2 separate regions of the Sus scrofa genome follow, and region 1 is linked to region 2. Evidence: chromatin contacts called from public Hi-C data. All regions are on one chromosome and are shown on one strand. The core of a region is the stretch at or near the end of the contact, and the rest is flanking DNA. Distances in the headings are between cores, read along the strand shown.

The links. A called contact is a pair of places that touch in the nucleus more often than the background predicts.
Region 1: a contact with region 2 is called in a Hi-C map of liver, with 6 times the contacts expected there. The contact joins the promoter of SLC30A9 here to the promoter of TMEM33 in region 2. A contact is called at or near these places in 1 of 5 promoter capture datasets (liver), 5 of 47 Hi-C or Micro-C datasets (heart right ventricle, liver and skeletal muscle) and 2 of 2 datasets of contacts at active chromatin or transcription factors (alveolar macrophages and skeletal muscle).

Annotation. Positions count from the first base shown.
Region 1 is chr8:33,056,349-33,061,745 of Sscrofa11.1, forward strand. It overlaps SLC30A9 (solute carrier family 30 member 9), which reads left to right and starts at 2,318. Exons shown (of 18, transcript NM_001137632.1): 1 at 2,318-2,504. The coding sequence starts at 2,393.
Region 2 is chr8:33,010,916-33,016,000 of Sscrofa11.1, forward strand. TMEM33 (transmembrane protein 33) reads left to right here and starts at 1,654. Exons shown (of 8, transcript NM_001244343.1): 1 at 1,654-1,685; 2 at 1,926-1,994. The coding sequence starts at 1,953.

The DNA of each region.
Region 1 (5,397 bases), core at 1,068-3,567, 46 kb after region 2:
TGCCTGCCTGTATCCCTCACAAGTGTCCTATCTTAATAAATCTATTTCTTGCCTATTACTTTGTCTCTAGCTGACTTCCTTCCCTGAGACACAAAGAATCTAAGCCTCACTAAGTCCAAACACCTCGTAAGTGATTCTAATTAAAAAACCATGGGTTTGAGTCCTGATCTGGGTTTAGGCTGGGTTCAAGTCAGAGGTGTTTCAGTTTCAAGTCCTCCCGGCAGGTCTAAGAATTAAATCAACATGAAAAGATTAACAGAGATAATCAAACAAAAGTTTAATAATGTGTATATTATTTCTTGGGTGAGACCCAAGAAAACTGAGCAATTCTCTAAAATGTCCAGAAACTCTCACCTGGAATACCGACTTCAGCTAAAGACAAAAGACAACGTTGGGGGTAGTAGCCTGAGACTTTAAAGGGGAGGAAGGCAACTGACAAGGAGACAAAAAAAAGAGAATATTCAGGAAACAAATGTTTGCTGGGCCTGCAGAGACAATAGGACCAGGAGGAATTTTAACAAAGACTTTGCAGGGATGCTCACCTAGTTCTTAATATGCTTATCTATGGTGATAACTCCCTTCTAGGAAGAGGCCCTCAATCTACATTCTATTAGGTAGTTAGGAGAAAGGTCAAAGCTGATGAGTCTTTTGGTACTTAAAAACCAGTCTAAATTAATTCTTGTGCCAAAGAAACCCATTCTAGGGTGCCAAATTTTGCTTCCCTACAATGGCTAGAGTGGTCAAGGCAGCCCTCTTGTTGCCAAAACTCTGTCCACTGGTGCTGAATAGAAATTCACAGACAGAGTTTTGAGTGAAGGAGAAAAAAACAGCTTTATAGCTTTGCCGGGCAAAAGAGGCCACAGCAGGCCTCCTAAAGACTGTGCCCTCCCTTCGGAGAGATTAGGAAGTGGTTTTATAGTTTGGGAGAAGAAAACAGGGCCACAGATAAGGATCAGGGTAGATGGCAAGCTAAATTCTTCTCTGAATTTGGTGTTCAATGGCCCCAGGACTGGGTTTGGGCGGAGAGGGGGGGAGTTCTTCCTCTTTGGTTTCCATCTGTTGGGGGTTATGGTTCTGCAGAACTCAAAAATATTGTTACTCGGAACTGTAGCTGCCGGCCTATGCCACAGTCACAGCTCAATGCCAGATCCAAGCTGCGTCTGTGGATTATACCACACCTCATGGCAATGCTGGATCCTTAACTCACTGAGTGAGGCCAGGGATCAAACATGTGTCCTCACGGATACTAGTCAGGTTCATTACTGCTGAGCCACCACAGGAACTCTTGCACTATAGTTTCTTGACTGTTCCTCCCTAGTCCCAGATTAGCAACTGTTTGAACCTGCCCTTTGGAACTCAAGGAAGGTCATGAAAACTGAAGCTTAGTCCCAAAAACAAGAAATGGGGGACACAGAAAGCCTTATGCCCAGGGGCCCCACAGGGCCCTGCTTGGTGTCTCTCCAGTTTGAGCTGACACCTGAATGAACACATCAGAGAAACAACAGTTAATGCTTGGTGAATACTGTCCTGGTCTCTCTCTCCCTGAGACCACACTGACTGTTATTTACACGTCTGCACATCTCCTTTACCCCAAAAAACCATGAAAGCCTAAGTCTTATTTCACTATTACAGACAGGAATCTGAGGTTCAATGGTTAGTAGGGCAAATAAATGACTCTAAGGGTATTTGCCTTCACATTACTGGCTAAACAACGGTGTTGCAATGTACTGTGGTACAGGTTCACAGACTGCTGAGGACACCTTAAGCTCTGGCTTCTCCAAGAAGGATCCAAAGAGAGGGGCTCAGAAGGCCACTGTCCTTCCTTCTCACCTAACCTTAACCTCCCTCATTTCCAACATAACGACCTAGGATCTAGAGCCCAGAGAAAAGAAAAGTAGGCAGATCCTCCAAAGGCTGACACTGCGCCAAGGATTTCCTGGCTGCTAGGAAGCAAACAATTTACCTATAGATCTCCAGGCAAGGACCAAAACTACAGGCGCGGAGGAGAAAACCGATGCCAAACACACTGCGCCAAGGACTTCCTGGCTGCTAGGAAGCAAACAATTTACCTATAGATCTCCAGGCAAGGACCAAAACTACAGCTTAGTCGCGGAGGAGAAAACCGATGCCAAACTTCCTGCACAGCCACGCCTTCCCCAGCTGATCCAGCTCCACCCAGCAACTTTTCAGGGTTCGCGCGCCGCATGCACGTCACTTCCGCTGTCTCCGCGGCCGGTCGCCTAATAATATTACCATTTCCGGGTTCGTGGAGGCCGCCTGCGGCGGCGCAGGCGTTGATATTAGCTAGTGTCCAGTCTATGGAGTCAGTTGGTGTTGGTGGCGGCGCGGAGGCAGAAGGTGGTGTCCAACTGGGGGCCTTCGCCCCGCCAGGATGTTACCGGGCTTGGCCGCCGCCGCTGCGGCCCACAGATGCAGCTGGTCCTCCCTGTGCCGGCTCCGTCTGCGCTGCAGGGCGGCGGCCCGCGGCTCCAGCGACCGCCAGGGTGAGTGTGCCGCGCCGGCCGCTGACTCCGCGGAAGCCAGCCTGGAGGACAAGGCCGAGCTCCACGCTGGGCCACTGGGCGTTGGGCTCCTCGCCTCCGGCCGGTCGCTGCCTTGCCCTACCTCCCACCCCGGCACCTTACTTTCAGGCCCAACCAGCAGGGACCCCTACAGGCCTCGATCCTGATGTCACCTATGGTCTTGGCATTGCCCCCGCAGAATCTTGGGGGGCAATTCGCGAGCCAGGAGAAATCCATGACACCCACCAGTTTGTTGCAAATAAGTTACGTGAGCATCTCACCGTCCGGCGGTGACCGCCCCGCCTCTTCCTCCAGGCAGCGGGAAATTGCTGACTCCACAAAGTTCGAGTCTTTGGAGCTCATTGCCTTAGCTTCATTGATCACTTTTGGCTGAGCAGATATTCTTACCCTGCTCATGTTCTTGTACTCTCAACTCGTTTTATTAAATTTTCTAAGGAGGGAGTTGGGGGTTGCTCATTTACGAATCATTCCTAAATATGAGGGCATGACCATTCCACAGTTACTGAATGAGTGTAGTTAGGTTGAACAATATTTTTGGTGAAAACGTGTGTGCTGGAGCCGTATGCTAGAACAAAAGTGGTTGTCAAGAGTTTTTATCCTTCTCTTTCGACTTTTTTTTTTCTGACTCAAATTTTAATTGTCCAATAATTTCCGAAATAACATTGAACTTGCAGGTTTTAAATAGGCTTACATCCGTTTTTGCCGTAATTGCCATACCATAGATTGTTTGATACTTGCTAAACAATAGGAGCAATGAGGAAGAGCGAGAACTATTTCTACTCCTAATAGAATCTTCCAGATTCCTGGGGATGAAGAGTATTTACAGAAACATTTCGCAAAAATTTGTTTGAAAAAACTGGTAGCATGTTTCGTGACTTTGCAGTAGAAGTTGGAAGTTCTAGTCATTCAAGTTTATAAGTAAAATAAAGTATAATAATGCCTATGCTATGATAACATAGGATCATATTCCTATCTTATTTTTACAGTGAATGTAAAAACTGGCTCTTAAAATCTCAGAAGGTTTAATTTTAACAGCACTGTTCTTGGGGCTTTTGGGTAGTGATTTAACTGTTGAGTTTTCCTGTATTGGAAATATAGCTGATTCTCTTGTGAATGAAATGAATTATATGATTATACTGTACTCCAAAATCCCCAATTAGACTTTCTAGCATAATCGCTTCTACTGATCAAGCAGTTTTGGCTTTTTACACTTAAAATTAGGTAGAGTGGCTGTTGAGTTTAATCTAAACCGCCCTTTAAGTGTTGGTTAAAAGTTGAAATAGTGTAATTTGTAATCTGTTACTGTCTGTGGCTGCCATGTCAAAAATTATGTGCCCTTTTTGCATCCTCCTTAAACTGCAGAAAATAAAAACCTATCTCATCAGTCAGAAGAATTGCAAAGTTGTTTGCAGTGTTTATTATTGAAAAATTGAAATGTGTTTTCAGGCTTAAAAACACTGAATAGATTTTTAAAGCAACCTTGTTTGTGAAAATTTAGTTTCAATAATGCTGAAATGGTTTTTAAAGGGCAACTACAATTATGGTAAAACAATAATTATTTAGAAAAAAGTACTAATTAAGTTGGATGCATGTAAGAAGCAAATATTTGAAGAACTTTGGAGGAAAAATTCTAAAAACAGGTGTTTTTCTTTGTTAAGTAACTTACATACTTCTAAAGTTTCTGTATGGATGGGAAAAACTTGTAAGGTAGAGGAGGAAACTTTGAAGGAAACAATTGCTCTATTTGCATACTTAAAAATGATACATGCCTGTAGGTCAAACTGAAAACATTTAAAAGCAAAAAGGGGAGCTCCCGTTGTGGGTCAGTGGAAAAGAATCTGACAAGTATCCATAGGGATGCAGGTTTGATCCCTGGCCTTGTTTAGTGGAGGCATTGCCACAAGCTTCAGTGTAGGTCACAGGTGCATCTCAGATCCAATGTGGCTGTGGTATAGGCGGGCAGCTGCAGCTCCAATTCGACCTCTAGCCTGAAACTTCCGTGTGCCAATAAAATAAAGAAAAAATTCAACTCTTAAATGCTTAACCTTCCATTCTTGGAGAAACTTGACTATCTCTAATGATATAATGTCATCATTTCACCTAAACCTTTAGAAAATATATAAATTATATTTAGACAGAGTTTTTAAATTTTAAAAGCTTAAAAGAGTGAAAAACAGAGGGGTGGAAGTTCTCATGTGACCCAGCAGATTAAGAATCCAACATTGTCACTGCAGAGGCTTGGGTTGCAGTTTTGGCCCGGGTTCAGTCCCTGTCCTGGGAACTTCCACATGCTATGGGCACAGACTAAATAAATAAATAAATAGGAATTCCCGTCGTGGCTCAGTGGTTAATGAATCCGACTAGTATCCAGGAGAACGTGGGTTTGATCTCTGGCCTTGCTCAGTGGGTTAAGGATCTGGCGTTGTGGTGAGCTGTGGTGTATGTAGGTTGCTGATGTGACTCAGATCCCATGTTGCTGTGGTTGTGGCATAGGCCAGCAGTTACAGCTCCTGTCTGACCCCTAGCCTGGAAACCTCCAAGTGCTGTGGGCGTGGTCAGAAAAATAAATGAATGAATGAATAAATAAATAAACAAATAAAGGCTCACATGAAAGCAGAGACAAATAGATTTATTTTTCTACCACTTTGATGCAAATGTAGCATATATTTGCCTTCTATGTTTCAGCCCTCCACAGCCCACAGCCAACCCGATGCAGCAGCTGAAGTGCTTTGTAAATAGTCTTCTATTCTTCCCTCAATTAGAATTCCCATGTACTGAGGAATCTCACCAAATGTTGATCTAATTATCTGATTTTAAGAAATCAGTGACAGTATGAATAACTGATTAATATAAT
Region 2 (5,085 bases), core at 404-2,903:
AAATCACTTTGCTATACAGCAGAAATTGACAGAACACTGTAAATCAACTATTCTTTAAAAAATTAAAAAACCTCAGAAAGCATTATATTGCTACTACAAAATTCTATTCTCTTCTAAAAAATTTTAATATGGAAAATTTGAACACAGAGATGAAATCAGAGAATAACAGAATGAATACTTATCTTTTCCATCTTGACTTAACAATTATTAATATCTCTCCACATTTGCTTTTGTTTGATCTGTCCATTCTTTTACCTAGATTTTAATTTGCTGAAACTTTTGAATATGTCACATCCTGAAACTTTGCCTCTAAGTCATATACCCCTCAAAAAAAATTAACAATAACTACATATCCTCTAATATCATCCCATAATCAAATGTCTATAATTATCCCCAAATTTCTTTTATTGCTATTTCCCAACCTAGAATCTAGACAATCAAACCATGTACTTGGCTGCTATGACTTTGTACATGCTTTTAATTTGAAATAATTCTCCCACACTTTAAAATGATACTTCTTGAAGGGTCCAGGCCAATTATTTTGTAGAAGATACTGCATTTTGATTTTTGTCTCATGATGTTGTTTGACGTGGTACTCTGTCTCCTCACATTTTTATAAATGGTAAATTAGGTCTAGATGGGCTGGATTAGATTTAGAGTAAATATTCTGTCAACAATTTCTTTAGAGAGGGCGTTCCCATTGTGGCTCAGCAGTAATAAGCCCAACTAGTATCCATGAGGAGTCGGCTTGGATCCCTGGCCTTGCTCGGTGGATTAAGAATCCCTCGTTGCTGTGACATGTGGTGTTGGTCACAGACCTGGCTAGGATCCAGCTGTGGTGGAGACCAGTGCTTCGGCTCCAATTCAACTCCTAGCCTGGGAACTTCCATATGTGACAGGTGTGGCCCTAAAAAGAAAAAGAAAAAAAAATTCTTTAGAGAATGTTTAGCCTCTCTAGCTCAAATCTTGCGTGTGCATGTACACACACACACACACACACACACACACACAGGCACCTTCATTGTGGCCCTTTTGTTTCCAGCACTTTCTGCTGCTGTCTGGAATCTCCTCCCCAACCTAGCCAACTTTTCTTTGTCCTTCAAAACTTAGGGCCAGAATTCGATTTTCCAGGAACCCTTCCGGGACCTGTCAGATTCAGGTCTTCTCTATGTGCTCCCTGTGATTAACTCGGGCTCTGTGCATATTACACAAGTACTGTGCTGTAATTTCAGTTTACGTATCTCTGCGGCAGTCTCATAATCATCTTTTTATCTTCCCTGCCAAGTATGGAGCCTGTCACATAGTAGGTCTCAAGAATTGCTCATTGAAAGAATCAACCTTAGAAGCAGACCACAGGGCCTCGCGAGCCCCTGGAAGAAAACAGCAAATTAAACACCTATAAGGCATCTATATTAGGAAGCAGAGAGACTATGTGGTTTGGCCATGGGCAGGAAGAACAACCTGTGAGCTGACGATGAGAGAAAAGTTGTGTCGCCAACCTTGCTTCTTAGCTTACAGAGCCAATCAATGGGCGTGCACGATGAGGGAAGCCGAGCCGAAACCAGAAAAACTACACTTCCCGTCATGCCTCAGGGCACCCCTTCGGGTTTCCTCTCTGCGTCACCGCATCTTCCCCACGGAAGTAAAGGGAGCACTTCCGGGTTCGGCAATTAACTTGGAGCCGGGTGCGTTGGATCGGTCTTGTAGGGCCTTGTTCCGAAGCTCCGCCTTCGATTCGTTCTTTCTAGAAACCCAGCTTTTGAGCTTGGCTGTGCGGGACAGGTATTTCCCGGACACTGCGGGAGCCCTGCGGGACTGTCCGCTGCACCGAAGCGGCGAGCTTTGGCACGGGGCAGGGAAGCCGGCTCCCAGAGTCGTAGCCCAGGCGCTGACCTTCCTTCTTTCTTTACTCTTGCCGATTGCAGCGTCCCAGGCGCGCGTGTGAGCCCCGCATGGCGGATACAGCTCCGAATGGCCCCCAAGGGGGCGCGGTGGTAAGTGAGCAGGCAGGGTCGTCTGGTTTGACTTGCTAGCGTCAGAAAGGAGCAGGAAATGTTGCAAGTCGGGTTCGCGGCGTTCCAGAGGCTCATTGCTTTCAGGTTGGGATTAGAGCTTGGGGTGAGGGTGGTGAGAGGCTGATTGAGAGCGAAGATGTTAGAGGGAGCTATAAGTTTCTTTCGGAAGCGACAACAGGCCGGCCTTGAACAGTGGCCCACACCTGTATGCGCACCTGTACGCCGTGGAAATTCGGCCTTCTTGTCCCTTCCCACCCCTCGGTCTCTGTCCTAGGTCCCAAGGTTGAAGATGCCGCCTGAGGTATCAAGATAAACGCTTCATTCTGTACACCTGTGCTGGCAGAGAACCGTTCTGCCTGTTTTATGCCTTTAGATAGAAATTACATAAAGGGGGGAGAGCGATCTTCCCCCCCATTTGTCATTTTACGAAGAAAAATATCGTTACGCTTTGTAAATGTTATTTTTAAAATGCAGATCTGCTGCTTACTACGTGTTTGTACCGGAAGCATAATTGCCCTCTAATGTTAAACACTGTACGTGAATTGAGCGAGTCACTTTTTTCTTTTTAAACATTTCTAACCTCTTTTTATATGCACACTTTTTCTTTTTTTCTTTACTTTGCCGAACCATTTGCTGAACCATGTATATACATCATGATGATTAACCCATGAGACTTAAATATTCTACGTGATCACAATGCAGTTATCGCAGCATTTTTTGCAGTTAATTTTGGGAAATTCCTAACATTGATACATGTTATTACCTAATATACAATTCATATTCGAACTTTCAAAGTTGTCCTTTAAAGCTGCTTCCTCCTTATCGACACTGGATGGAAAAAGTGCATTATTACATTTACTGGCCTTTGGTCCCTTTTAGTCTGGAACAGTTCCCTTGCCCTCCTGCCATTTTTTGTCTTTTAAGAGTCCAGACCTGTTGTTTTGAAGAATGTTCCTCAAATTGGAGTTGTCTGATTCCCCCCCTCCCCCAACCACCATGACTAGATTCAGGTTAAGTATTTTGGTAATAATATTACATAAGTGATATTCCATTCTTAGTGAACTGTGTATATATATTATATATTTATCAGGAAGCATTTTATGTTGATGTTCATTGGAGATGTTAAGTTTGATCATTTGGTTAAGGTGGTGTCCACTAGACTTTCTATTGTAAAGGTAACTTTTTTCCTTTTGTAAATAAAAGATATTCTGTGGTAAGACAGAGATTGTGTGAATAATTTTTCACCTTAATCGATTTTTTCACCCAAAGGTCCTTTGATATTTTTTGCTTGAATTATTTATAACATGGTCATTCAGTTCACTCTTAAAATATAAACCAGTATCCTTTTTTAAAACCTTTCTTAATTGTGTTGTAAAATACACACGCGTAAAAGTATACAAGATGAAATGCAAAGCTCAATTATTTATCACAAAATGAACACCCTAAACAAATAGGTTTGGGTTTGGTTTTTGCTTTTTTTTGGGCTGTGCCGGTGGCATGCAGAAGTTCCCAGGCCAGGGACTGAACCCATACCACAGCAGTAACAACCCGACCCTTAACTGCTAGGCCACCAGAGAACTCCAACAACAGGTTTGAAAGAAAATGTTCTAAAATTAAATTTCAGACTATCATGTAGAATCTGAATGTTTGTAAAGAAACTGAGTGCTGTAAGCTGGATTAATCCTTCCCCTTGACTACTGGTGACCATTTAAATTTAGAGGAGTCACAGCTTAGTAGGTTTGGATAGAATAAACCAGAGGAGGCATTTATCTGAAATTGCTTGCACACTGTTAGAAAGCATGCAATAAAAAAAATCCTTGAATTTTAAAATATACTTGTATTTTTTTCCCAGAAGTTTATGTCTTGTTTCAGAAGATAATTAGATTGAGTAGTGTTTTAGATTCCACTTTAAGCCCTATTAGTGAGTTTCGAAATTTTTAGTGGAAATAGTATTTCTAAAACATTAAATAGAATACAAAATACCAAAATACACCACACATAGTAGACATAAGTATTGTTTAGTGAAATTTTTGTTTAGTTCATATACTCACATGTCTGTATTGAGCCTTAATGCAAAAATCAATTAGAGTCTCAAAAAATATCAGAGTTGGCGTTCCCTGGTGGCTTAGTGGGTTAAAGATCCAGCATTGTCACTGCTGTAGCATAGGCTCCATCGCTGGCCCAGAAACTTCCACCTACCCTGAGCGTGGCCAAAAAAAATAATGTAAAGGCCACTTTAGAATTTGAATATAAAATACACTTTGAGAAAACAGATTCTAAGCTATTGCATTAGTGGCGATGAACACATCCCCTGGCAAAATGCCGCAAAAGAAAAGATAGAGGAAAAAACGGAAAAGAAAGTGATATGTGGAAGTTTAATCCAGAGCCGCAGAAACCAGGGTAAGACTTGTCAAGGAGATGCAAGAGGATAAAGAAAGTCATAAAATCAGAGGCAGGCGCCACTAATGATGGCCATGTTTTGGGCCCCTATAGTGTGTCAGGCCCTTGTGTGTATGGTGGCAAATCTTTTCATGGGCTAATGAGTTCGGTAGTGAATAACTGTTCTCTTTCGTAAGATTGGTTTCATCCAAACTGGCTTTATGAGATGCCTTTTTCACAGATCTGAGACTCTTCTATTTGAATTTGAGATTTTTCTAAGAATAGACATTCTGGTTCTCTTGAGAGCAGTTAGTTCTTATTTAATGTTCTTTTAAAGTAGATGAAGCCAGGATTACAAGCATTGAAGGAATACAGACAGTTGTAGTTAGATTTCTGTTCAGGTTTTTCTTGCCTAAGTCATCTTTTTATTAATTTTTTTGGCCATGCCCACTGCATGTGGAATTCCTGGGGCCCAGGGGTCGAACCTGAGCCACAGCAGTAACCCAAGCTGCTGCAGGGACAACGCTGAATCCTTAACCTGCTGTGCTACTGGAGGACTCCATACTTTTATTTTTTTTAAATGTCAGCTGATATTTTTCTATTTATGTACTTCCTGTGCTTCCCGTGTACGTTTGGCCTTGTTAGTGAGCATATACATGAAACAATTGTCCTAAGGATTTTTTTTCACTTA